Linked DNA regions of Mus musculus: all the other regions are linked to region 3. The links are chromatin contacts, called in public HiChIP or PLAC-seq and promoter capture Hi-C maps. All regions are on one chromosome and are shown on one strand. The core of a region is the stretch at or near the end of the contact, and the rest is flanking DNA. Distances in the headings are between cores, read along the strand shown.

What was found. HiChIP or PLAC-seq counts read pairs in DNA pulled down with a chosen protein or histone mark. Capture Hi-C pulls out chosen DNA fragments and counts their contacts.
Region 1: a promoter capture Hi-C map of pancreatic islet shows a contact between it and region 3. The contact joins the promoter of Etfa here to the promoter of Tmem266 in region 3. A contact is called at or near these places in 4 of 484 Hi-C or Micro-C datasets (embryonic stem cells and liver) and 2 of 9 other capture datasets (liver and pancreatic islet).
Region 2: a contact with region 3 is called in an H3K4me3 HiChIP or PLAC-seq map of bone marrow-derived macrophages, with 3 times the contacts expected there. The contact joins the enhancer-like site here to the promoter of Tmem266 in region 3. A contact is called at or near these places in 5 of 39 promoter capture datasets (the C10 cell line, hippocampal neurons, liver and 2 more), 3 of 15 datasets of contacts at CTCF or cohesin (CD8 T cells, embryonic stem cells and large pre-B cells), 19 of 484 Hi-C or Micro-C datasets (ECoMG myeloid progenitors, bone marrow, bone marrow-derived macrophages and 5 more), 5 of 115 datasets of contacts at active chromatin or transcription factors (bone marrow-derived macrophages, embryonic stem cells and stem cell-derived neural progenitor cells) and 5 of 9 other capture datasets (adipose tissue, embryonic stem cells, liver and 2 more).

The regions. Positions count from the first base shown.
Region 1 is chr9:55,510,930-55,513,629 of GRCm38.p6, reverse strand. Etfa (electron transferring flavoprotein, alpha polypeptide) reads left to right here and starts at 1,387. Exons shown (of 12, transcript NM_145615.4): 1 at 1,387-1,599. The coding sequence starts at 1,561.
Region 2 is chr9:55,169,659-55,172,358 of GRCm38.p6, reverse strand. The region is part of intron 3 of Ube2q2 (ubiquitin-conjugating enzyme E2Q family member 2); the gene reads right to left. Among named protein-coding and RNA genes, the nearest start is that of Ube2q2, 22 kb to the right of the region's middle. Within about 2 kb of position 1,383, at least 41 of the 459 cell types and tissues checked have an H3K27ac peak or open chromatin away from gene starts, as enhancers often do. A contact at or near this core is called in adipose tissue, bone marrow-derived macrophages and macrophages, where this site is marked.
Region 3 is chr9:55,325,503-55,328,202 of GRCm38.p6, reverse strand. It overlaps Tmem266 (transmembrane protein 266), which reads right to left and starts at 1,290. Exons shown (of 11, transcript NM_172923.4): 1 at 1,203-1,290.

The DNA of each region.
Region 1 (2,700 bases), core at 138-2,637, 190 kb before region 3:
CCTTCAGACGCACATTTGTCTGGTACTTGACATACATGTAAATGTAGAAACATATCTAATTGTACCCTCCCTCCAGAAGTTCTTCAAGGACACTCTTCTGTCTTCCAAATGAGTATGGTGATTTGTTACAGATCTGGGCCATTTTCTGTGTTTTACTTTGTACCGGCTCTGCTCTGCCCATAACCATCATGCCCTGTGGGCACTGTGCCTCTACAGGGCATGGCTGCTGCTGCTTCGCTGGAGCCTAGGATGTGCCCGAGACATCTCATGGCAGGAGGGAGGATTCTCTCCTCTTTGGTGTTTTGCCTTATCATGGAGGCAGGAAGGAGGTAGTTCATATCTCATTTAAAAAATTTTTTAAATAAAAATACTCCTTTTGATTTTTACTTACTCTTCTTTCTTTTTTCAATAGGACTTAGATTTGAGTCTAGTGGGGTAGTTCTATTGGAAGAAGAAAGTGATGGTAAACAGAATACTAGTTGTCCCTCCCACGAACAGCTTAGGTGGGCACAGTCCCAGTCCTCCACAAGCGTGGTCTTGTATAAGATGGGTTCTCACTCGGTTCACAAAACTAAGAGAGTAAAGAAGAGAAATATTCACTGTAGGGGACTAGAGATTATTGTGAAGAAATACTATTGTGGGCTAGCTCTTAAAGGTGCAATTCACTCCTGAGAGGGCTTGAGTTCTGGGACATCCTGAGCAGCCCAGAAGGCAGGTAGATTGGTCGGTCCAAAGAGCAAGAGAGATTTTAACAGCCACAGGCACTGATGCCAGAGGATAGAAGTGAGTCTGACTAAGGGCAGAGAAGAGTATGGAGAAGATCTGGGTGGACCTCAAACCTGGCCCTAGGCTGCTGGGGTGGTTCATCTCCATCCCATTCTGCCTCCTTCTGTGTAGTTTGTACGATCTCCATTTCCTTCTAGAATCCAGCTCAAATATCGCCAACTCAATAGACCCTTCCCAGGAAGTAGCAAATAAATTATTTATATTATTTATTAATAACTTTTTGTTTTGTTTTGTTTTGAGTCTCCTAAGGTCCCCAGGACTGACACCTAATTAATGCACGTTTACAATTCTCCTCACCTGCGACTATTTGGTTGGCACATTACACGTGCAGCGCTGACACTGGGCGTAAATGAGAGTGGAAAAGGACTGGAGTGAGGGGGTTCCCTTCGCGGGTGGAAAGAAAGCTGCGTACAACAGGGCAGTTAGTCCAGACAACGTTACCAACGAAAGTCCGAGACCGTCAGGGAACAGAGCCAAGCAACTGGAGGGCGTGGCGCGCATGCCAGCGTCTCGGCGCACACCCTTACCTTTGCCCTACTCCCAAGTCCCGCCTCTAACTTTCCGCTTTCCTCATTGGCTGCGTGGCTGCCCAATGGGCTCCCGGGAAGCGCGAGCCCCCGCAGTCCAGGACTAAGCTGTCAGCTCTCGTGCTCGCATCTCGCGAGCGTTCGGGTCTCTGGTAGAGGAGGCGGCGGCGGTGGCGGCGGCGGTGGTTCCCGCGCGCTCCGGGTCTCTGAGGCTGAGGGTACTGCGGGGCTGACTAGAACAGAGACAATGTTTCGAGCAGCGGCGCCTGGGCAGCTCCGGCGGGCGGTGAGTCCGGACAGGGAGGGCCGAGCAGGTGACGTCCGAGCCGCAGCCTGCTGACCCTGTCAGGCGAAGGTCACGGGCTCCCTCGACTCCCACCGTCCGCGTAGACAGTCGGTGCAGTGCCCGGGACGCGGGTCAAAGTTCTGGAGCCTTCGCCCTTGACCTCTTCCGGGTCACGCTGCCCCAACCCGGGTTCCCACGGCCCTGACTCTCGCGGGGCACTCTGGGGCTACTAGGTTCTCTCGCCTGGAGGGGAGCTGCGTCCCCCCAAAGGGGCCAGATGCCGCCGCGGAACCTCTTGGGGAAGAGTTCGAAACCTAGGCCTCCTGTGGCTGCCCTGGACGCCCACTGCCAAGGGCAGGGGCGGAGTGCTCTGCGGCTGGGCTGGTGAGACCGGGCTGAGTGGAGGAGGGGCTGGGACGTACCCGCCTGGGATCCAGTCCTGAGAAGTCGCAGACTGATGTTGCCTCAGTAGCCTTGGAAACTTGGTAGTGGGGACTTTTTCCGTGGTGACAAAGTTTACCATTTGTCTGTTTTTCGAGGACTTGAAAAAACAAAACAAAACTTTTTTTTTCTTTCTTGTCGGGGTGCTGTAAGGGAATAGCAGTTGAAGGCTGACCAGTTCCAAGGCAATAATTTAAGGAGCTTGTAGATTTTTCTAATTTACATTAAGATTGCTAGAGAAGCAATATCAGCAGCCTTGGCCTGCAAGTTATGCAGACGTTTTGTAACTTTTATACGTACTTTTTATTTTAGTGCCTTTTACCCCAATCACCACTGAGATTTTTTTCTGTCTGGGATACAACTTATGGGCTTCTTGGAAGTTTGAAGACTCCCCCCCCCCCACTTTGAATGTTGCCACTCCTTGTTAAAAAAAAAGTTAAAACACATCGTTCAGGATCCTAGCCCATCTTTCTCCCACGAGATTTTTTTAACCTCCTTTCTATAATAAAAGAATCAGTAAGCAAGTGAAGGCCATGGCTTTTGGGGGGGAGGGGCGGTTTCCAAGCAGCAGTACCTGACTTGAAGATCTATACAGAACTTGCGAAGCAATTTTGTGCATAGGTTTTATGCTCGGCCTAATTGTGGTAAGGAGAATTTAGA
Region 2 (2,700 bases), core at 134-2,633, 160 kb after region 3:
TAAAAAAGAAACAAAACCATTCAACAACCTTAGACTCTAAGTGAAAACAAAAAATTACCACATCTATCCTAACAATATTAATTACCAAAACACAAAGGATGATTCAAAATCAGGCCATTTTTCTTACATAATTCACAAATTAACTTGGATATCTACACTGTTGTCCAATCTACACCCAGGAAAAACAAGACAGACTTCAAGTTCAGGATATATTGTAAGTAAAAAACAAAACCATGGACCCTCTAGAAAATAAAACCTGAACAGTTAGAAAAATTAAACATTTTTCTCATCTTTCTTTAGGCTCCACTAAATTACAAAAGAATAAACATTTTATAAATACAAAAATTTGAAAAGCAAAAGGGACTTATGAGGAGCAATAAAACACCATTTCCATTAGATGACTGTAAATAGGAGCTGTGATCAGTGAAGCTCACAAGTGCAAGTACAGGTCAGGAGACAGCAGTGACCAAGGAGAGATCTGCAAAAAGCACCCTCAATTCAGAGGCTCCAGACTCAAGACACCAAATACACTGCAACAGGAGCAGCAGGCAGGATGGAAACCTACAGACTAACCAAAAGCCTGCCTGCAACACACACCACACAGCCCTCAAATGCTCTGCATTCCCCACCTCCTTAAGTAGAACCCAGGAGATTATCTGTCAGACAAAATGTCATCTGCAGAGAAACTGGAGCCATCTTTTACCCTGTACTAACAAGTGGAAAAGTAGGGGGAAGAGTGGTTGGGAATCAACATAAACTCCCCCTAAAGCTATCAGGTGACAAGTGTTGGCTACAAGGAACTCCACATCATTTATTTGGCACAAATGAAGAAAGGTATGTTTAAAAAACATCAAAATACAAATGAGTAAAGATAGGACACAAAAATACTTGAGAACAGGCTTTACAATATATACAAGACAAGATGAAACTGAGAAAATATATAGCAAATAAAAAAATACAGATGCTAAACAGGCCAAAGTGCCACAATAAGCTGGTTTATGATTCTACCACATCTATATGACCTGTACAGAATGCTAGGAAGAAGGGACAATCAGAGAGCTCTTAAGCTCAGGCTCACATTCCGAGACTGGACATGACTCCCTCCTCCAGATGAATCACACCACCAGGCTTAAAGCCTAGGACTCACAGCCCACAGTGAACCTGCGCTGGCTTGGAGAATGATTCAGCTCACAAACCCCTCACTGGCGTGCTCCAGGTTTAAGCCTTAAGAATGCCCAGCAACTTAAGCTGGGCATTGGTAGATAAAGGAGTTCAAGGCCAGCCTGATCTACAGAGTGAGTTGCCAAACAGCAAGGGCTACTACTCAGAGCAACCCTGTCCTGGAAAAAAAAAAATGCCCAGCAACTTCCCCTCTTGTATCCTTGAAGAGTTCTGACTGAAATTCTGAGGAAACAGAAGCCTTATGAAGAGGCCCTTCAGGATGATGTCATGTACAGAAAAAATGCCAGGCAAAGAAACACTAAAGATGCCAGATACATGAAGAGTGGGGGAAAAAGGAAGCCATGTGTGAACACTTGAGAGCTGTTCGAGATAAAGATCACACTAGTTGTCCACAGCCATACTATCGCGAGTGTGCACCTGACTGCACACAACAGTCACCAAATGAAACCAATAGATACTCAGCTAAGCCTAACTAATCCATCCAATCGCAACAATTACTATTTTAAGGCATTAAGATTTTTTTGTTTTAATCTTTTGAGACAGGGTCTCACAGTACAGCTTTGACTGGCTCCAAATTCAAGAGATGCGTCTGTTTCTACTTCTCAAGTGCCAGGATTAAAGGTGAGTACTACCATCCATCCCCAGCCTGTTTGGGGGTTCTGAGACTGAGTCTTCATTTGTAGGACAGGCTGGCCTCAGCCTCCCGTGTGCCACCACATCCAGCTCTAAGCCATTAAGTTCTGAGAAAATAGGGTAAACATATACAATAAAAACAAAACTTCAGGGCTAAAGAGATGGCTCAGTGGTTAAGAGCACTTGCTGCTCTTGTAGAAGCCTACTGTTTGATTGTTAGCACCTAATGGCAGCTAACAACATCTACTTCCAGGGACTACCAAGATTCTCTACTGTTGCATGTGGTGCACATACATGTAGGCAAAACACTCATACACATATTTTTTAAAACCTTAAAACTTATTATTGTCCGTGTGAAATAGAAAAAAGTTGACAGTACAGCAAAATTTTAAAAGAAAGAGAGAAAAGGTAAGTTGGTTCAGTGGATAAAGGTGCCTGTAGCCAAGCCTGACCACCTGGGTTTGATCCTGGGACTCAGATGGTGGAGAGAACCAATTCCTGCAAGTTGTTCTCTGACCTCCATAAAAGTGCCACCAACGTTCATACCAACACACACACACGCATATACAAATAAAAATAAAATAAAATTAAGAAAAAGAATATAATACAATAGATGTAAAGACTCAAACCAAGAGGTCTAAAAATCTAAAAGCAGCCCAGCATTGACGATACAGCCTGTAATTCTAGCATTCAGGATAAAGACAACCATCAGCCTCAGCTACATATGGTTTTTGAAATCTGCGCCTAAAGTGTACAAGACCATGTCTCCAAAACGTAAAAACAAAATTGAAAAGTCCAGTTAATAAACTCCAAAACAAACAAAATAGACAAGCAAAGTTAACACACAAAAATATGTACCAAAACTCAAGACTCAAATTTGGAAAG
Region 3 (2,700 bases), core at 41-2,540:
GGCGTTTAGCTCAGCACTGGGTCCCTACAAGTACATCTCCTGGTTTAATGTGGTACCACAGTCCAGCTGCTGGACCCCCACAGCTTGCGAGTCATTTTCATTTTGTGCTTCCGGCTCTTTCTGTTCTTTTCACTATATTATTCCTGGGGGAGGGCCATAGGGAGCAGTTACATACAGTCCACTTTCCCCACTCTTCTTCACAGCCAAGTTAAAGCTAGGGAAATAGATAATATACCCTGAAGAGAAACCCAGTGCTTAGAATATGGTGATGTATGTATATGGAATATAAGTAAATCATATTTCAGTCTAAACTATATAATGGAAAAAATGAGAATTTATTTCAAAAGAAAGAATTGGCAGGCAACACATTTAAAGAGGATAGAATGGGGTCTTACGGACCTCATTATTTCAGTATTGGTGACTATGAAACAGAATGGAGTATGGGGTCTGACTTCCAACAGGTGGCTAGCTTTAATCGGCTTCAGATGCAAAACCGCGATGAGTCTGAGTAAGCAAGACTCAGATGCTCAATTCAAGGCCTCCTATTAACAATTTAGAAAGAATTTCTTTCCTGGGTTTAAACCTCCCTGGCAAGTTAGCAAGCAGGGAACTGTCTGCACCTGTCCTCGGAACAGTACGCCAGGCTGACATGAAACCCTCCATCCTTTCCAGACCGTCCATCCTGCCGCTGGGGCACCTAGCGACAAACCGGGGAAGCCCACTAGGAAGTGGTCACGACCAGCAAAGCCACAAACCCCTAGGGTGTGGGATTTCCACCTCTACACCACGTCTGAAAACCGAAAATAGGCGTCCACTTGCTATACTGCAATGGGATTCCCCTTAGAAGCAAACCTCCCGCACCCCCAGCTTTCATGTTTTATTAATAAATGCAAGATGGCACACAGAGGCAAAGAATAGGAGGGAAGGCATCCGCAGCTGGACCCGAACCAGGACAGTTTGCAAAAATAAATAAGAAGCATGTGACAAGCAGATCCCCAGTCTGGATCTGAAGACCCCGTGCTCCCCAGAGGATGGTCGTCCGGCTCCCCAGCCCGGGACATGAAGGTCAGCTGCAGGATCCTAGTCCTCCAGGGCAGTCACCCTGCAAACCACGATCCGGCCCCTACCTTTGCCTCCCTCACCCGCCCGCCCGGGCCACAGCCGGGGAAGCCCCGGCGGCTGCCGGCTGCAAGAACACGTACCTGCTGCCGGAGCTCAGGATTCGCTCTGCTCTGCAGCGCCGGGCCCGCGCTCCCGCTCCCGGGGCTCCCCTCTCCGCCCCCCCACCCCCCCGCCCCCTCGCGGCCCCGCCGCTCCCTCCGCCCCTCCGCCCACCCCGCTCGAGCGCGCGCGCACGCGCTTTCGGGACGGCGGCTCTCCCGGGCCCGCGCCTGCGCTCTCGCTGCCCGCTCCCGCTCCCGCTCGCGCGTTCCGGAGGCTGCAGAGGGGCCGCGCGGCTGTCTAGGAAACTGCGACCAGCGGGGGCCGCGTGTGGGCAGTCACCCCCGGCGAAGGGCAAGCGGGCCTCGTGGCGCGGGTGACAGGGGGCAGGAGCTCGAAGCGGAGGCTGGCTGGTGCGGCCGAGGGCGGGCGGGCGCCTGCGGTCCCACGGTACCGCCCTGGGTGCGTTTTCACACACTGTGCTGTGAGTAGCGGCGCGCAGTGTCCTCCGAGGTTTCTGCCTGCCGCCCCTGGTGTGTGCATTGCCCCAAGGAGCCTTTGAAGGCATTGCCCACCCCTCGGTGGTCCCCATCACATTCTCACGTGACAGATACACTGTGCGTGTTGGTCATGTATTGTAAATGAAGAGTTTTCTGCCCTTGAAGCGCCTGTCCCGATTGAGAATGCCTAGAGTAGACAGAGTGACTGAGCAATCTGGGGGTTTAAAAAAAAAAAAAAAAAGCCTCACGTGTGAAAAGGAAAAAAAAAAAAAGCTTACTGCTGTGAACAGTTTTTAAAAACAGTTTTTTAAAAATAGCCGCTTTCCTTTGGGGTTTTGGCCTTCTTATGTTAGATACTTTAAAGATCGGAAACCCTTCTTTCTCTAGGGCACAAAGTTCCTGAGTGACTTTGGGGTTCTCCCCCATTGGCTTCCCCTCCAGAATAATCACTATTTGGTTAGGTTCACGTGGCCTTCAGGAACGCCTGCGACTTTCTTGCCTTCTCTTCCACTAGCAAAACGGTAGAAATTAGAATTGAAAGCTTTAAAACCCAGACCATACATAGAACCGCCTGAAGGGCTCGGATCGGTTTTTTAATAGATACAGAAATGTCTAGACAAGGAATGTACATGGAAAAGTATGTCTTTGTTTAGTCCTCACCTACCAACATTTCTTAACCATCTGTAATGTCTAATTTCGGGGGGCAGGGGGTCCTTGGAGAAAACAGTTGTAGAAGTTATTTGGCTTGACAGGATTTCCCCCTACTGGTTCTAGGCATAAATAGACTGGAAAGTAGAAATGCTGTCCTCCCTCCATACTACCTCCCCGTGACCCCCCATTTAGTAGAACTACACTTAAGTTTCCTTAAGGGCTTTGAACAGCATTCATGACAGTGTTTCGCTGGTTAGCCATCTGGCAAAACATTGAGATACAAAGATTTCCTGAATTAGACTCCAATAACAAGCACAAACAATAATCCCTGGAATTAATGAGATTGCATGAAACTAATCACTCCCCACCCCTACCCCATGTGCCAGAA